Regions from separate parts of the Mus musculus genome. Here regions 1, 2, 3, 4 and 6 are each linked to region 5. Evidence: chromatin contacts called from public ChIA-PET, Hi-C and HiChIP or PLAC-seq data. All regions are on one chromosome and are shown on one strand. Each heading gives the region's core, a stretch centred on a gene start, on an enhancer-like site or on the middle of the called end of the contact. The rest is flanking DNA. Distances are from core to core; before and after follow the strand shown.

Region 1 (2,929 bases), core at 260-2,759, 630 kb before region 5:
AATGTTTAGAAATAAAAATAAAAAGAAACCAAGAGTCAAACATTTAAAGTCTACACAAAAAGAATTGTAACTTGAGTTCCCCGATCTATCATGTTTATTGCTTCTAGTCCAGGACCAAGTAAGAGTCGAATGGATGGCCAGGCGACCAAGGTCTAGGTGATGGGTAATTGCCATTATTTCTGGCTATGCAGCATACACTGTGCCTTCTTCCATTCAGCTTGTACCTCCCTCGGATGAGGCAGTAGACTTGAATGTCTGCAAGCAGAGAGGAGAGCCAGAGACTTCACTGCATCCTCTCTCTCCAGCCGTCTTGGGTGTGGGTAGTGATACACGCAGGCCTGGGCACTGTCAGTACATCTTCTTGACTTTTCCTGCAGGGCTCTTCTGTCTTCCTCTAGCATTGGGGGCTTCACTATGCTCTAGCATATATTGTTGTATGCGTCATGGAGACAACTTGGCTTTTGTTTCCTTGCAATTGAACATTCCATCAACTAGTTAAAAGGGTACGTGGCATTGTAGTGTAGGTATTGTCTTAGACAAAATGTCATTTATCGATATTGTTCCAATCAAGGTACGGGATACTTCTGCACCTTGCTATTATAGCATTGCTGCATTCTAGCTGTTGTGGTCTTAATTTTAATGTTGTAGTTCACAAATCCAGAAAGCATGGTTCATGTTCACCTTCCTTATACCCTAAAGGAATTATGCCAAGTCATAATTCCTGTGGCTGATATCTCTGGAAGCCAGGTGACCTTAAAATATTGTCATTAACATAACATTCAACAGATATTCATATGCTGCCTCCTTTAAACTTTACATTAATCACAATCATTAAAGAAATTAGCGACAGAAGCCAGCCTCATTAGTTTTAATTCATTCTGTGATGTGTAATAAAACACAAAGAACATGTGGCCTGTGGGAGAGGCCTGCTTTCAACAGCTCCTCTCACTGGTATGAATGAATACTGAGTCACCTTTAATTCAATTCACAGGTTTGATTGTCACAAAGCCTTAATTAATTTGTAACCAACACTTTTGCCCTCCCATCCCAGAAAGCAAACTGTAGCTTTCTGATGGTCCCCATAATTTAACGATAGGCCTCTATCCCCCGAAAATAAGACATCCAAAAGTGTTTCTGTGTGGTTTGCGGTTTTACAGAAAGGCACTGAAGACTACAGCAACCAGGAAAACAGCTGGCCCTGCAGTTTCAAAACCGGGCATTGTTTCAATCAGCCTGCTTTATAGAAACTGTCAACGCTAAGCAATCCGAGACCCCACTAAAGTTTGAGAGGAGGCATCTCCTGTGAGCCCTTGCCTTTCTAAAGCAGATCTGCTTTATGTCTCAGATTTGCATCTGTAGCGAGAAAATAGAAGCGAGAAGCTCTGTGGGAAGATCTAGAGTCTAGGGAAACCAGCGGCCAGTCTTGTGGGCAGCTTTCTATGCCTTTGCTGCTGGCAAAGCTTCCTGTGGAGGGAAGCTGGCCTGTCAGGGACATTGGCAATACCGGCAGTGGCCACCAGAGGATGTTCTTCGCATAGCTTTGCGAAGCCGATCCGTCCCACAGAGCAAGCAGAGCAGCTCAGAGGTCAGAGAAATCTCTAGGCCAACCTTAAGCTCTAGCATCACCACCTTCAGCCTAAGAGACTGAAGCAGGTAAAGAGATTTCGCGAGGACTTCTCAGCTTCAGACCTTGACTGCACCGTGGCTGGCTAATCACAAGACCATTCTTGTTCAGTTTCTGCAAAGCAGCCATTTTGGCTGGTAGATTTAAAACATAGGTCTATAATTATTACTGTAAGATTTATGGTAATACTAAAAAAGGGGAGGTGTTTAAAGGACATTTTAATTTAGTGTTCCTTAAGGAAAATGGCAATTGGATATATGCTTTGTACAAATCTCCCCAATAAAACTCTACCCAAAAGATAGAAAGGACACCTGTCCTTCGTAAGAAACTTAGAACTGCTGTAATATAGGAAGGTGGGCTACAAATGCCAAGTGTCAATCTAGGAGAGATAGAAGCAAGGGTCATATAAAAGTGAGTGGGTGGGCAGGATCTAGGAAGGGTTGAAAGAGAAGAAAACATAAAATTAAAATAAATTTAAAAATAAGAACATAGTTTTAAAGTGAAAAAGAGTCAACTTACTATCAGTTTACCTAATTATACTAATTACATTCTTTTTGTCTGCTACAAGGACACATGAAAACATGCAACATATTTAAAAAATACATTAAAGGCAAAGCACTTGTGTGCATGTCTGTGTGTTTCTTTGCATGCTTTTACATTTAAGAGCACATCCTTTTGTGTGGATACCCATTTGAAATAGCACTTTCTGCTTCCAGTTAAAGAAGGAGGAAGGCTACTCTCTATCCCTTTGCAATTAGCCCTTTGTTATGAGATGTCTTTCTAGGTTTGATTATCTTACATACTTCACATAGAGGGGCAGCGTGCAGTGTCTGCCTTCCTGTGATTGGCTTATTTCCCTGAGTCACAGAGTCCTCAAGGTTTGTTCATTTCACCTTTTGCAAACCTCCTTTTGAGATGGGGTGAGGGGTGGGGAGATGGCTCAGTGGGTGAATTACTTGATGAGCAGGCAAGATGTGCATCCTTCACACCTGTAACTTTAGTAAGGGGGTGGGGGCATCCAGCCTAGCCAAGGCAAACCTGAGAGCTCCATCTGCTCCCAAATGCCAAGTGTCGAGCTAGGAGAGATGGGAGCCATCTACAGTTGAATGGGAGAAGAGGTGCCCCCCCCCCCCCCCCCGTGAGCAACATTCCATGGCTTTGCTTAGAAGAGATCCTACCTTAAAAAAAAAAAAATCAGAGAATAGTAAAGGAAGACACAAACATTGGACTATGCCCTGCACATGTGTATTCATGGATGAGTCCAGCTACATTCACATGTTTATGTACACAAGTGTAACACATACA
Region 2 (2,941 bases), core at 405-2,904, 890 kb after region 5:
TAGGTGGGCAGAGTCCGGGAACCTTCACAAGGGAGGAAGGCAGTACGAAGCACAGTGGAGCACTGGCATAAAAGTTACAGCAGTGGAATTTAAAATCACATATATTGCCGATTTTATTTTTACATCATATTTTATTTTATTTTGCTTCATTTTATTTTTCCAGACAAGGTGGCTTAGTTAGGGTTTTATTTCCGCGAAAAATCAGCATGACCACAGCCACACTTATAAAGGAAAACATCTCATCAGGGCTGGCTTACGTTTCAGGGGTTTAATTCATTGTTCTCACAGAGAAGATGGCATGGGGGCAGACACGGGGCTGGAGCAGGAGCAGGGGCTGAGAATTCTACACTAAGACAAAGTGACAATGGGCCTGGCTTAAGCTTCTGAACCCCCCAAGTCCACACCCTAGTGACACACTTCCTCCAATAAGGGCACACCTACTCCAACAAGACCACACCTCCAGTAATGCTTCCCTCTATGATTCTAGGGGGGCTGTGATCCTGGCTGTCCTGGAACTTGCTATGTAAATGAAGCTGGCCTTAAACTCACAGAGATCCTCCTTCTACGTTCTGGGATTAGAGATGTGTGCCCCCATGTCCTGCTATGATGTCTGATTTAAGATGTTATGTTCTTGGGGCTGGAAAGACAGATCAGTGATAAAAAACAAAAAACAAAAACAAACAAAAAAAGAAAAAACACAAGTGCTTTCTAAAGACCTAAGTCTAGTTTCTAGCACCTATATCTTGAGGCTCCCTACAATCAAGTTCAGGGCATCTGACACCTTCTTATGGCATGTAAAGGAACTACAGAGAAGTGCTAATACTTACACAGACATGCACATACACATATAACTGTAGACTAAACTTTTTAAAGAAAAGAACGAGATAATCTTGATTCATTTATGGGTGTACAATATACCATCATCTTCATAAACAGAATAACCAGGCCGTGTATTGTGGAAACAGAAGACTTTGATGCCTCCCATTGTCAGCAAAGAGATCCTAGAGACTCTTCTGCATTCCCACACTCCACCCCTCCTAGTCTAGACTCTCTTGCCTTTGCTCACTCCTGAAAAGCCCTAGAAAAGGGCCTCATTCTGTTCAGAGAGGTGAGCAAAGGCCACCCCAGCCATGAGAGCCTGGAGCAGAAATATCTTGAGTTCAAGACCAGCCCTGATACAGCAAGCAACGGGGCTTCCTCCAAGAAGGAAAGCAGCATCTATGCTACTGTCACCCCTAGTCCTGGGCTGCAGAACTGCATCCGGGCCAGATGCCTGGATCAAAGGTCCTGACCCTTTCCGTTTCTGTTCGGAAGGACTGTGCTGCAAAACGCGCCTTGTCCCATCCCTCACACACTATAATTCCATTGAAAATTTTGGGTTTGTGTTTCCATCAAGTCCCCAATACCTTATAGACAAAATTATTTCTCTCCCTAGGGCTCATAAAAGTCATCAAAGAAACACAAGGCAAGAAGACATGAAAGCTTGGCTGGTCCTAGAGTTAGAAGACATTCTTTGTAATTTTCACAAATAACCATAATTCTTTAAGAGTTTTGAACCCTTTTCCCTACCGAATATGTCTAAAGTCCTAAACCTTAACAAACCTTTACAATTCCCTAGGACTGTATAAAGTGAAAGCTTATTAACGTATCAGAGAAGACCTGCATTCTACGTTAGCTTAGCGCCACCAAGTGGGCATCAGGGGAAAAGTCACTGTTGGGAGTGATTTTTTTGTTTTCGTTTTTTTAAAAAAAATCTTTACCTTGGCCCCCTATTAACTGCCTGGAAGCATATACTGAAAATGGAGTAAATTCAGAAAAATCTTGACTTTTAGTTTCACATTCCATATGGTAATAATAAAAGAAATTGGCTTACATTTTCTGCAAAATCTGATGAAGCAGATTGTCATTGTCAACAAATTCCATTAAAAATTGTTCTGTCTCCAACACTTGTCATAAAAACATGACTAGAAGTTTAGCAGGACCCAGGTTTCTGCTATCATGAATACTATGTATTTAAGTGCACCTTCGTTGGATATTTCTTGAGGTTATAAAATTATTATTTGTCCCAAAAGACTGACTGTCATGTTCCCTTTATGGATACACAAATGTATAATTATAAAGTACTGATAATGCCTGTGTTCTGAAATACAACATTCTCAGGACACGAAAAGTGACCCTCTTCTCTTTGCTCACAATGTAATGACATTAGGTTCTGGGAATCCTAAGTAAATAAGATGTTTTAGGTTATAGAAATGGGATCACAGAGCATGTCCCCTCTTGGTGCACCTTGAAAGACCGTGTGTGGTCTAAGCCTGTTTTTTCCTGGGCAACTAGAGAATCTTGAGGCTCATCTACATTGGATAATGTAGTTTTATGATATATTTATATCATATACATTTATCCCTGAAAAGGTATATAATATATGTATATATATTATAAATAGATAGATAGATAGATGATAGATAGATGGTAGATAGATAGATAGATAGATAGATAGATAGATGATTGATAGATAGATAGATAGATGATAGATAGATAGATAGATAGATGATTGATAGATAGATAGATAGATAGATAGATAGATAGATAGATAGATAGATACTCCCTATAAGGATCACTTATTTATTCTGTTACAGGTTGGTGTGTGGGTACTTCCAATGTGAGCAACTTTTGATAATGCTCTAAGAACCTCTTCTGACATGTGACATTATACTACTTAGCACAAACTTTTAAGTAGGTATAAAATGTAGAAAGCTGTCAAAGGACACATATTTTTAATTTTTCCAGCCTAGTGTTAGTAGTGTATAAATTCACATTTCCTAACAGAAATTTAAGAGCACCTGGGAGGCCATTTTCTGCCCAACATTTGTATTGCTTGGTTTCTTCTTCATTTCTTTTTGGTGGTATGCCATATTTATTTTGAAGTCTTTTTTTAAAATAA
Region 3 (2,820 bases), core at 274-2,773, 530 kb after region 5:
GTATTTTGGCCTCCTTCCATGGTAACCAAAAGTATTTAGTCAGAAAATACATGTATTTTTAAGTTCTGTAAAAGTCAACTTCTTACCCATTACTCACTTGTTGCTTACTTCCTTACATTATGACTTACTTATGCTAGAAGACACTTTTGTTTTCTAGGCAAGAGCATGAGAGAGAATGGAGCACAGGACCGCAGAATTTCGGGATTCTAGGAGTCTGTTTTTGAATCTTAACTGTGTTTAGTTTGCCTTCTGATTAGGAATCACCTTGGGTGTGATTCATACTGACCTTGTGTATTCTGTACTTCATGACCATCCAGCCAGTCCGTGCCACTGTTAAAGCAGGCTGCAGGTCAGAGCAGAATTGTGGCCTTTACACATCAAGCATGATTCCTTTACATCCCAGCAGCAAAATCTTCTCTCTCTCTCTCTCTCTCTCTCTCTCTCTCTCTCTCTCTCTCTCTCTCTCTTTCCCCAAGATTCAAAGCTTGCCTGGGAATTCCTCAAAACATAAAAATCTCCAGTTCCAAGACGTTTTTGAAAACTCTTTTATTACCACATCATATAGACATAGAAAATAACATATGGGTACTGGGGAGTTGAAACTCAAGTATTTTAAAGGAATGTAGCATATTAGCTTCTAAATATAGCTCATTGGAATAACGAAGAAAACACATATCTGTGGGCAACTAAAGAAGTAGAAATTAAGAAAGCAAAACCATATAGAAGTAGGAATAGAAAGCAAGCAGCTGAAAAACGAATGAAATTATACAGGAAAACTGAGATGAAGTCTTACCCTAAAGGCAGGAAAATGGTGAGAGTCAAATCCACTTAATTACCATAAAATAATTCAGTTCAAAGGTGAATGTATACCATTTTCCTCAGAAGAATATTATGTGCAGAACCAAATGGTCCTATGACCAAAAGAAAGAAAGGAAGAAAGAAAGAAGGAAGGAAGGAAGGAAGGAAGGAAGGAAGGAAGGAAGGAAGGAAGGAAGGAAGGAAAGAAGGAAGGAAGAAATCAAAACTGTGGCTTGCCAGTTCATCATGCAGCTAACACATGGTTTTCATGCTCTGCTATGTGTATTAAGAAGAAAACGGGTTGTATTTTGAGAGAGTTCAGGTGTAGAGTTTTAGAATACTCTATTACAGCACAATAAAAAAAGACTTATTTTTATCAACAGTTCTAGGTGAAAGGGGGCTGTACATATATCCAGTGAAAATATTTTCAAGCATAAAATGTTCTATCCCAAAGGGTTTGAATATCAAGTGTTACAAATACTCGTTCATCTGCCCTGTGTCTGCCTCACAGACACTTTGCCTTAGCCTATACCAATATGGATAAAATGAAACAAAATAACCAAACCAAAATACACCCTCAACTTTCCATAGTCAGCCTGGGACAGGTGGGAAATGGTGCTCTTGAAGAAACTTGCCCTTGGGAAGCCAAGTTGTGATGGTCAACCCTCCTGGCAAACGTGCCATTGGTTTCATCTATTTATATTTTCAGATCTGTTAATTATTCACAGTTTTGGCAGCACCGTTGCTTCATACACAGTTGGTGGCTGCCATCCACCAACACCCTCCAAGCCCATGTGCCTAATGCCATAAAAAAGAAAGTGACCTTCACTCCTCCCTCTGAAGCTTTAACAATACCGGCAATTTCCGCATATGACACAGCCACACAGTTTTATCGTGGAATGAGTGTTAACCTCTCAACATAATTCTGTGGTTTCTAAGTGTTCAGCCAATATCAGCTCAAGGAAATAGCTGTGTACAGAGAGGATTTGGTAGGCCCCAAAAGAGAAAAGAGAACAGAAAAAAGGAAGAATGTATTTTGTGGTTTTAAGTCTTATGGTTTAGGGCATCCCTTGGGGTTCAGTGCCATGAGCAGACAGGAAGTATCCATTCACAAGTTTCAGTCCCTCTATACTGTATTTGGTATCAGAATTTAAGTGAATTCAGGCCTGAGTGCCAGCATCCATCAGTTTCACATGATTAACCAAGACTCCATTCTTACCTATGTGGTCCTTGCAGAACCCCAGTACCATACGCAAATGAGAAAGAAAGAAAAAGAGCTGTTCTGCTTGGTTAGAGGTGTAATGTAATTGTTCAGGTGTGCCTGAGCCTCGAGCTTCTGTTGTTGGAAGGAAGTCACAAGTTACCTGCACACACTGCAACCATCTCAGAGATTCAAGGTTCCAAGTAACACCATGCAATAGCCATGAAAGTGTTGCCCTAGTTTGAAGGACATTGAGAACAGCTCTACTGTAATTGTCCATAAAGAAGGATTTTTCAAGTCATAAAGTATTCAAAAATTAGCTTTGTTATTTAGTTGACAATATTTTGTGAGGTTGGCCTACTGCCTAATAAATGAGCTTGTCTATTTACTACATTTAATTTTGAGATTTTTGTTTTGTTTTTTAGTTTTTTTGGTTTTTGCCTGTAGTACAGTAATAGGAAAATATTCAAGAATATAACAGAGTCAGAAGGTTTTTTAGATAAAGTTATGGATTCCATATAACATACTCCTATATTAGCATACATCTGATTGATTTGATTTTAAATTTATTAAATCCTTAACAATTTTGCAAACACCCAAGAAGGTAATTCTAAAACAGGATTTGTCAGACAATTGAATTCATAAGAATTGTCTAAAGAAACCTTTACTTTGAAAAGTCATGTCTATTGTTAAATTCTACTATGCTTGTTTGAAAAATAGCCATGTTACTACAGAGTCATACCCCATCCATGGTTTAAGCCAAGTAATAGCTCTGCTAAAAAGACTGGGTTTTTCTGTGTGTGTATGCATGTGTGCGTGTG
Region 4 (3,121 bases), core at 357-2,856, 550 kb after region 5:
TGTGCCTGTGGGAAAAGACACCTAGGAAATGAGCATTTCTTTCCGTTATGCTATAAGCACGTTACAGTTGAGACACAAAGTAAAATCTCATTTTTGGCTGGGCAGTCTTTCATTGTCTTGTAGTTTCCGCAGCAGTAAGTATCTACTGTTAAAAGCAGAGCGCTGGCCTACTTCTGTCTATTTCCATTACTGTGCGCCTTTGTACCACATTGTCTTTCTCCTGGTGCCTAGTGGAACATTAAGGTTCATAATTATTTTGATAAGATCAGGGTTGTGGGCCCTTTTGTTGTTTTTCGGCTTCCTTATTTGCTAATAATTCAGATTCAGTGCTGAAGACTAACAAATCTCTTGACCAGGCAGGTTGGAAATGCAGAACTCTGAAAATAATACAGCAGCGATATTTTATAGACCTTTCGATGTGAAAAAGCTTATGGTCCAAATTCATATCACTGAGAGAAGTGAATGAGAGCTTACTATTCATGTAGGCAAAGAATGCATCCTGCTGAGAAAATTAATCAGGATTTACCTAAGTAAAAATTATAAACAGAAGTCTCAGGAGTCGTTGATAGGTTACAATATCTAGTTGAATCAATCCTGCACAAACTACACAGGATGATCTGTTTCTTTAAAAAATGCTCAGTGGTGTAAAAAGGAATAAAATTACATTTGTTTTTGGTCCTGAGTGGTTACAGTAGGATTATTGACTACCCTGTAATTCAATGCCCCATTTAACGAGAATGATATTAATTATGAGCACATTATTTTAAAAATTTCCAAAGCAGATTCTTTTGTGTCCACAGTGTGAAAACTCAGTGTCTGCCCATAGTCAGAGTTAGCTCTCCCTACAGTCCAGGGCAGCATGGAGGGGAGGCCAGCAAGTGGTTTGTGTGCATCTGGACCTTTCGGTGTCACTCAGGAAGCCTGGAAAATCTTTCAGCAAAAATGCTCATGCCATTTACCTCAGCATGACCTCACAGGCCCAGCATCTTGAGTCTGTCCAAGGATGTTTTATCCACAGCGCAGCCCACCTTGAAAGTTGTTATTCTAGAATATTCTTTATCCTAGAGTGAAATGTGAGGGCTCTTCTGCGTCACCGAACCCAAGGGTTAAGGTCAAGGGTAAGGGCAGAAAGGGAGATCCTTCCAACGCCTGCCCTGCCTTCCTATGCAGGTGCTTCAGATGTTTTCTCTTCACTTAGACCCTTGTCCATGAAACTGACTCAGCTTCTCTGAGGAGCATGTGAGGCTGCCATTCAAGGACATCTGACAACTGCAGTTTTCCTTGGAACATCACCATGTTAGTTGTTAGAACAATTTCAACGGACTACGTGGCGTTATGAGTTCACACAGTCTTGACTTGCAACTTATGGTCTTAGAGAAAATTTTTAAAAATTTAGATTACTTGAAAACCTTTCGAAACTGAAGCTTTTATGCCACTAGGGAGTGCAAAGCAGTCAGGTGTGCTTAGCCTTTATGCCATGGTTGTTGGTACAATCGAGAACGCACACTCTCTCTTTTTCTTTTTGAGTGGAACACATGAAGGAAAGCAGTTGCGAGAGACGGAAACCAACTCTTTTTCCATTCACCTTATTATTGAGCTGTGGTTTCCCAGCTTCCGTTTCTGTTATCAGAAGATCTGAAGCAAAGCTTCAGTTATGCAGAGAGAATGAGTTAACATCTAATCAAGTAGGAAAATAGCTTTAAACACCTGCTCCGAATTTGTAATATAATATTCAGAATAATATGACCTGGTAAATTACAGTTTAAAACCAGTGTAAGAAGCATGTCCTATTATAATGTCCATCAGGCATTTAATACCATTGTTCTTGTTTATTTCGTTTACTTAAGTTATAAAGAGTGTGTCTCATTCTTCTGAGAAATCTAGCATCTAACAGGTGTTTAATAACAGCATGCCTCTATGAAAATTATCTCAAGGGCACCCTTAGCAAAGGAGAGCAAGTCATTAAATACTAGTTTTAAAGTGACCTCAAAGCTTTACAATTAAGCAGCAAAGCTCACTTGTTATGCCTGTCTCCCTCTAGGGGATGATATGGTGCCAGGGACAGTGTGTTGGTGTTTTGAGAGACACTGGAGAAAGACAAAGAAAGGCAAATTTCTTAGGGTAGTATGCAAGCTGAAGAGAGAGAGGGAGGGAGAAGGGAGGGAGAGAGAGATATTAAGACAGAGAGAGATAGAGAGACAAAGAGAGATGGAGAAGGAGAGAGAAGAAGGGGAAGTGAAGGAGGAGTGAGATCAAAGTACAGTGTGCATGGACATGGCCTTTCCAAATTCATTTATTTCCAAACACAGTAGTATGAGTCTCTAACCGCCTCAGTGTGATAGCAGCAGATGTTCATTGCAACTACTGCAGAAAGCAGTGACTGTAGTGGAAAGGTGCTGGTCCCCAGCAGCCTGATGGAGGTATCACGCCTCCCAGAGGTAAAAAGAAAAATGGACTCTTAAAGGAAAGAAGTCTGCCTTTCTCATGGAGGTGATTGTAGCTGTGAACAGTAAAGAAGCAATATAGACACCCTCAACAGTGTATTATCCTTCATGATAATCGAGGGGGCAGCTAATGATTTGAGTGGGAGAGTGACTCAGAAGTCTACCAGACTCACACTCTACTAAGCTGTAGGAGTCTCTTATTGAAAATCTGCATCTTAGGCAGGTAAAGAAAATAGAAAGGAATCATAGTAAAAATAATTTATTCATATATACATAGACTATTTTGTTGCACGAGCTTAAATTGCCTTTTCCACAGCAACCAGTTTGGATCCAATTGAATACAATAAATGTCTTGTGACAGTGCTTGCATTTTTGCTTTGTGATTTCGGGCAAATGCAGAAAGATTACTGATGCATTCCTAGTCCAGAAATATGGTCTCTATTGATTGCGTTGACATGATAAATAGCAGTTTTACATGTTAATATTTATTCAGAGATGCTATTGCATCTATTATGAGCGTAAGTGCTTATAGAACCATTTATTGACATTCATTTTTAGTTGAGCCTAAGTTATCATTAGTGGTCTTTCCATAAATAGGCATTTGACACTTGAATATATTTAATAAAATGCATGTGCTAATTGTATTTGCCTGGACTCACAAGTCATGTTTTTAAATG
Region 5 (3,243 bases), core at 743-3,242:
AGACACAAAGTTTAGGTTTGTTCAAGGGATTTACCTGGCAATTGACACCAGGATGCAGATGAAACTAGACCAAAGAAAACAAAGCAAGAATTAGCACGATTTCTTTGAAGTTTCCAGATCAGGTAAGGGATTTAAGCAAAGAAAATATAAACTGGGCTGAAAAAAAATCATCTGTGATCATTTGCCTTATGAGCCAGTAATTTCTCTGTTTTGTAGAACCAAAGGACCAAAGTCACTACCGCAATGAGACTGATACAGTCTTCATTATCACTCCTGTTAGCAGAAATTTATTGTAAAGTAGAAGAAGTATCTATATTCAGAGAAGGGTTCCATGGTTCATATTTTTTAGGATGTGCTACCAAATTTTATTTATAACCTTATTTCATACTCTCATGCTTTTATAAGAATATCATTTAAGTATAGATTATCTTAAAGAAATATTTAATAAATATAAAGTCATGGCTGTTGACAATTGTCTTTGATTTAAAATGTCACATTTAAGGAGCTATGGTTTTGAAAGAATTGTCGTGGCAGTGTGATGAAAAGAAGAAAAAATTTAAGATAAAATACAGAGCACAACATGTCATGTTAACATATTTGATTATTGGAACAAGAAGATGATGAAATGCTACACTCCAATCAATAAAAAGAATATGCAATGCTAAAATATGCCTCTTTGGCACAAACACTATTTTGAGCTGATAATTTTGAGAAAGTAAAGACACAGAGAAGCTCTGAAAACAGGAATCTGTTACTTCCTTGTAAAAGAAAATTGCATCTAAATGGAAGACATCGTTTTGTGAGTCTCTATCCGTAAATCCAGAGTAGAACTATGAGTCCAAAGTACGAGAGACCCCAAGAAGTGCAGACATAACCTACCTCAAAGCTGTTCTTGACACTTCCATGTCTCTGGGCTTAAACCTTTGTTTTGATAAACAATGGCTATGATATCTGAATTCCAGATTGCCTCTCCCTTCTCTGTGTACCTCTCCTGAAAATGTGCTGTGTGTGTGTGTGTGTGTGTGTGTGTGTGTGTGTGTGTGTGTGTGTGTGTGTGTGTGAGATATACAACAAAAACTTTTAAAGGTATATACTCCAATAAACTATATTTTTTCTTTGATTGGTCTGTCTTTTTTTATAGGTGCCCCTTTTAACTAAGGAAGAAGGATGGAAAGAACATTTTTTTCTTTATGGAGCTTTGGTTATCACTCACTGTGCTCATGAGTGTGCCTATGGAACAAGTACTTTATACACATTGATTGTGCATTTCCCATTCTAGTCAGTGGAAGACTGAGCCACACTTCATCCTCAGGGGAGTCTTGGGGGTGGTAGCTACTTTTCTCTTCTACTCTCATTGTATGTTACAGCACTGAATTGTTTGCCAATATTTAAATACCGTGTCTAACATTTATAAAGAATAGATTGTGTTTCTTTTTAGAGAAAGGGTTATACTATTTGGAACTACCACAATGCTCAATAAAAGGAGGTAACGAATAATTACCATATATTTGTGAAGAAAAATAGAAAAAAAAAAAGAGGAAGAAAGCATAAATAAAGGTAACTACATCTCTCCAAACTCCATTGATTTTGGTTATTTAAAATAAACCTACCTGAGAAATACTGACCGAGGAGCATGCTCACCTAATGTATATTTTTATTATTGCTAATTGTTTGGAATCTGAATCAAATTCATTGTGAAGCCCAAAGCTGAGGAAAGTTTAGGACTGTTGCTCCCTGCCATGTTCCCCTCAGCAGTGTTTTTCTTCTTAGCACACCAAAGCTTCAGCAGCAGCCAGTCTTAGACTGAAACGTTATCTTCGTTTTTTTTTTTTTTTTTTTTTTTTTTTTTTTTGAAGATAGTAAAAGTGAAAACAGATGCACACATTTGAATGCAGGAAGCCTTTAAGGCCTTTCTCTCTTTTGTCGTCCCTGCCCCCACTCCTTTTTCCTGTGAAGCATCAAAATAAATGTCCCTGCTCCTTTGAACTAAATCGCCCACTGTGCATAACTGAAATCGTAGGCCCGGAAATACATACCCCCTAACCAGTGCTCTCGGCCCTTATCAAGACCTTGTCATCTGAAACGACAGTGTTGGAACCCAGGCTGGTTTCACGTGATCCTATCAATCAGAGGTAAAGAGAAAAGGTGCCTGGGGGAGGGAGGGGAATCTTCAGGTTTGTTTAGGCTTCACTTAGGTCTAATTTCATACGTTTTAATGTATGGTGAGCCAAGCACCCGAGTATTGTATATCTTAGCAATGCTGACATTTCCTTTGCACCATTTAAAATTAAACCTTTTATTAGTTCAGGAAAAGCTGAGACAGGAGACAATAGCTGTTCAGGGAGAATAATTATTTTCTGTTCTGTTGTGTAGGATTTTTGAGCTTTTGATAAGTTGCAGTTTACAGTACTTAACAGCTAGCCAATCTTACATGTTAACAGTACATGAGAATATTTTATCCTAGCAGCCTGCCTCATACCCTGAAATGTTGAAATGTGTTTCTTGGTGACTTAAATCTTTTTTTTTTAAAACCTCTTATTTTCTGGGGTGTGTTTGGAAAGGATCATGCTATCAACAGTTGGAGTGGTGAGCAGCAGGCAGGGCGAGAGGAATCACTATGAAATGGATACAAAAAGCTGTGGGTTGTACACCATTAAGTGTTCCCAGTGTGATTCTAATGAGCTGATGATGGCCTCAACAAATTACTGTTTCTCCTGCAGCCCAGTAAATTATAGCTCACCCAAATTAAATCAGTGGGACTCTAGACAAACTGGTCTTCATCAAGATCTACATTTGTGAGAATTAAAAAAAACAAAAAAACAAAAAAAAACCAAACCATGCTCAATCATATTTAATCACATCTATTTGCTCAAGATTATTAGCTTGCTTTCTTATCCCCAAATGTCTGGGCGATAGATGTGGTGTGTGTGTGTGTATTTGTATATCTATGTACATTTATATGTGTGTAGGTTTATGTATGTGTGTATGCACGTGTATGTTTTTATGTGTGTATGCTGTATGCATCTCTGTGTATATTTACATGTGGTGAGTGTTTTGTGTTTGTATTTTCATGTTTGTGTGTATATGTGTACTTATGTGTATTTGTGTATATATGTTTTGTGTGTGCTGTGTGTGTACATTTACATGTATGTTTATATGTGTGTGTACATGTGTATATGCATGCATGAATGTATGTATGTATGTATATATGTGTGTGTTTGTACATGTTTGTGTTTTATATGT
Region 6 (2,816 bases), core at 43-2,542, 770 kb after region 5:
AAGGAAGGAAAGAAAGAAAGAAAGAAAGAAAGAAAGAAAGAAAGAAAGAAAGAAAGAGAAAGGGAGGGAGGGAGGGAGGGAGGGAACGAAGGAAGAAAAAAATGAAAACTTTTTTTTTTCTAGTCGTGACAAGCAGAAGATATAATATACCCTCAGCACATGAAGACTATGCAAGCAGGAGCAGGTGCTAGACACGTAGGAGTGCTGGGAACGAGAGAGAACTCTCAGGAGACAAATGTATGGATGCTAAATTCAAACAGTGATGAAGGAACAGGATACAGTGGGTAGACTTGGTACAGGAAGAAAAGGATTCATTTTCTGGATCCCACCTAAATGACACCGGGGGAGGAAGAAATAATAGTGTTTTTAAAATATAGTCAAAGGCCATTTTCATGCTTTCATATGGCACCATTTCTCTGTGTGAACAAATAGATCTCCAGGTACAGGGGGAAGAGGGAGGAGAGGGAGTTTGGGACTCCAAAAGAAGAAAGATCTTTAGTACCAAGTTAGAGGAAATGGCATCTAGTGTGTGCACAGAGTGTCAGCTTCACCTTATACTTAACCAACCCTTTGTTTCCAGCCTCAGAGTATATCTTAAGTGTAGTGAAGCCTTTGTTCTTTGATGGATGCCCAAGAGCAATGATAGGTTCTATTTCAACATCATCGGAGCCTGGGCGAATTACAGAAGCCCATCAGCATGGTTAGTTCACCTTTATCAACAACTTGGTAGTCAAGACTTTCCAAAGTGAAATTTCATTCACACTGATGTGAGGCCAAAAATGGGGGGTGGGGGGGGGGACTAGACAATAACATGGAAAGACAAACCTACAGGGAAAATAAAAACACAATTCTAAACATTCTATGAACAAAACTACAGTTTGGTTTTTTTTTTTTTAAGTCTGGCATGTCCCTGTTTGACAATTGTGTGTTTACAATAAGCCCAAACATAATTGCTGTGATGGGCTGACAGGGAAAAGATTAATTTGGCAAAGATTAGTATTGACTTGCTGTTTATTAAGGCTTTTAAACAGCTGTATCTGGCAGCATTCCTGTAAGTGGCTGTCATCAGTGAAAAGCAGCCTCACACCCCGGTGCCCGCCAGCTGTTACTGCACAGTCTTGCGTGGCTCTGAACATCTCTCTCCAGGCAAAGCGGCAAGAACAACTATTGCCAGATATGCCTTTTCTTTCTCCCATCACACTCTTTCTTTGGTGGGGGTGGGGAGCTGCTCAACAGCTGAAATGTCAGCTCAAGCCTGATGGCTTTGGCTGATCAAGGGGACAGGAAGCCAGTAGGTGGTTTTGGGTGCTACATGAACACAAAGCCCAAATAAGAGTGCTACCCTGTTAGTCACCTCACACAGACAAGAAAACCACAGCCTGCAACTGTTGTTGGCAAAAGGTTTTAAAGACAGAATGCTATCAAAGGTCTGGAGTCATTAGCATTCCAAAAATCACCATGTTATTTCCCCTAGCTTGAAAAAGACCAGCCAAGGGGAAGTGGGATAAAAGTTGGCTACTATGTCAGTCTGCAGAAAAGGCACTGAGGGGTCCCTCTGGGACTCAAAAAAAAAAAAAAAAAAAAAAAAGTGAACAAGCCCCGAGGCAAAACACATCCCTTGCTCTTATTTAGTGGCAAACTACAGGGTGAGACCACTTCACTTGATACCTATAAAAGAAAAGGCAGATAGAGAATTATACTGGGCCAAGACCCAACCATGATCTTCCACAAGCTGTAGAAAGAGCTCCTGCAGTGCTCTAAACACCAGGTCTCAAAGGCCAAGTGCAGTCATGGAAGCCACACCCAGCCTTCCCAGGAAAGCTGGGGTGGGGCTTCATCTTAGCCTATGTGACCTATCAGGGCAAACTCAAGAAGACGTGGTGGACTCTAATATTTTGCTACTGGAACTTCTCAATGCCCTATGGCATGGGGAGGAAGGGCTAAGCTTCCTAGAAGGGCTATAAAGCAGGTGGCAAAACCTTCACTTAATCCCATGTAACTGTATTTTGAAGTTAGTTATTGGTGCAGACAGATCTTGATGTTTAAATAAAGATGAAATCCAGATTGAACCTAAAAAGTAGACAAAGGAACCATACTATGTAGCTCCCAAATGTGTGCCTCTCTCCTTCCCAGACCTTTCTTCATACCGTGACAAGAGTAGATGGGAAAAACAATAGAGCGGCTGAACATACAGGCTCCAGGTGCAGCTGCCTGGCCAGGGTGAGCCCAGCTCTTCATCAAGTGTTCAACCTAGGGAGAACTGCAGAAGTGACTTAATAATCAAGCTATGGAGAAGGAGTGTGGCATCAACCCATGACTATAAGTCACAGGGTATCTTAAGACTCAAAATACCTCTGGACATGTGGATACTTGTGGCCACTTTCTGAGGCAAGAGCCATCTCCAGCAGGTTGCATTGTTGCAAGAGAACTGACCTAGTGATGGGTGAGGCAGAATTGATCTAATGATGGGCGAGGCAGACGTGCATCTGCTCACTGTGCCAAGACTTCCTTGGACCTCATACCAAAGCCACAGTTGATGGCTTCAATCACTGTCTGGCTTTCAGTAGAAGCTAGTGCGCCTATTGCTAGTTTAGCAGAACCCTAACATTCTTGGCTCAATGTGCATGTGCAAGTTGCCCCAGGTTGGCTGTAGCCTGTGCTTTCATCTTGCTCCATCTATCAGACAGCACTGTGCAATTTCCTCAAGCTGAGGGAAGCCTCAGAATTCACTCCAGCACACTAGGATGCTTTTATGATATATTTTTAAGTTTGCCTTTTTTTTTTTGACAAAAATCAAGCTATCCTCTCAGACACCT

Evidence for each region. HiChIP or PLAC-seq counts read pairs in DNA pulled down with a chosen protein or histone mark. A called contact is a pair of places that touch in the nucleus more often than the background predicts. ChIA-PET counts read pairs in DNA pulled down with a chosen protein or histone mark.
Region 1: a contact with region 5 is called in a RAD21 HiChIP or PLAC-seq map of pro-B cells, with 2.9 times the contacts expected there. The contact joins two enhancer-like sites.
Region 2: a contact with region 5 is called in a RAD21 HiChIP or PLAC-seq map of pro-B cells, with 25 times the contacts expected there. The contact joins two enhancer-like sites. A contact is called at or near these places in 1 of 15 datasets of contacts at CTCF or cohesin (pro-B cells), 1 of 484 Hi-C or Micro-C datasets (cranial neural crest) and 2 of 115 datasets of contacts at active chromatin or transcription factors (T-cell acute lymphoblastic leukemia and large pre-B cells).
Region 3: an RNA polymerase II ChIA-PET map of CD8 T cells shows a contact between it and region 5, with 6 times the contacts expected there. The contact joins two enhancer-like sites. A contact is called at or near these places in 2 of 115 datasets of contacts at active chromatin or transcription factors (CD8 T cells and memory CD8 T cells).
Region 4: a RAD21 HiChIP or PLAC-seq map of pro-B cells shows a contact between it and region 5, with 17 times the contacts expected there. The contact joins two enhancer-like sites. A contact is called at or near these places in 2 of 15 datasets of contacts at CTCF or cohesin (pro-B cells and thymocytes), 8 of 484 Hi-C or Micro-C datasets (CD4 T cells, DN3 thymocytes, the HPC-7 cell line and 3 more) and 7 of 115 datasets of contacts at active chromatin or transcription factors (CD8 T cells, acute myeloid leukemia, double positive thymocytes and 4 more).
Region 6: a Hi-C map of CD4 T cells shows a contact between it and region 5, with 5 times the contacts expected there. The contact joins two enhancer-like sites. A contact is called at or near these places in 3 of 39 promoter capture datasets (cranial neural crest, liver and second pharyngeal arch cranial neural crest) and 3 of 484 Hi-C or Micro-C datasets (CD4 T cells and CD8 T cells).

The regions. Positions count from the first base shown.
Region 1 is chr4:8,083,726-8,086,654 of GRCm38.p6, reverse strand. No RefSeq gene overlaps it. Among named protein-coding and RNA genes, the nearest start is that of Car8, 150 kb to the left of the region's middle. Within about 2 kb of position 1,509, at least 35 of the 459 cell types and tissues checked have an H3K27ac peak or open chromatin away from gene starts, as enhancers often do. A contact at or near this core is called in pro-B cells, where this site is marked.
Region 2 is chr4:6,560,499-6,563,439 of GRCm38.p6, reverse strand. No RefSeq gene overlaps it. Among named protein-coding and RNA genes, the nearest start is that of Gm22473, 72 kb to the left of the region's middle. Within about 2 kb of position 1,654, at least 7 of the 459 cell types and tissues checked have an H3K27ac peak or open chromatin away from gene starts, as enhancers often do. A contact at or near this core is called in pro-B cells, where this site is marked.
Region 3 is chr4:6,923,889-6,926,708 of GRCm38.p6, reverse strand. The region is part of intron 1 of Tox (thymocyte selection-associated high mobility group box); the gene reads left to right. Among named protein-coding and RNA genes, the nearest start is that of Tox, 66 kb to the left of the region's middle. Within about 2 kb of position 1,523, at least 87 of the 459 cell types and tissues checked have an H3K27ac peak or open chromatin away from gene starts, as enhancers often do. A contact at or near this core is called in CD8 T cells and memory CD8 T cells, where this site is marked.
Region 4 is chr4:6,900,761-6,903,881 of GRCm38.p6, reverse strand. The region is part of intron 1 of Tox (thymocyte selection-associated high mobility group box); the gene reads left to right. Among named protein-coding and RNA genes, the nearest start is that of Tox, 89 kb to the left of the region's middle. Within about 2 kb of position 1,606, at least 45 of the 459 cell types and tissues checked have an H3K27ac peak or open chromatin away from gene starts, as enhancers often do. A contact at or near this core is called in CD8 T cells, DN3 thymocytes, the HPC-7 cell line and 6 more, where this site is marked.
Region 5 is chr4:7,454,045-7,457,287 of GRCm38.p6, reverse strand. No RefSeq gene overlaps it. Among named protein-coding and RNA genes, the nearest start is that of 8430436N08Rik, 110 kb to the left of the region's middle. Within about 2 kb of position 1,992, at least 53 of the 459 cell types and tissues checked have an H3K27ac peak or open chromatin away from gene starts, as enhancers often do. A contact at or near this core is called in CD8 T cells, DN3 thymocytes, the HPC-7 cell line and 6 more, where this site is marked.
Region 6 is chr4:6,680,652-6,683,467 of GRCm38.p6, reverse strand. No RefSeq gene overlaps it. Among named protein-coding and RNA genes, the nearest start is that of Gm11802, 18 kb to the left of the region's middle. Within about 2 kb of position 1,292, at least 35 of the 459 cell types and tissues checked have an H3K27ac peak or open chromatin away from gene starts, as enhancers often do. A contact at or near this core is called in CD8 T cells, where this site is marked.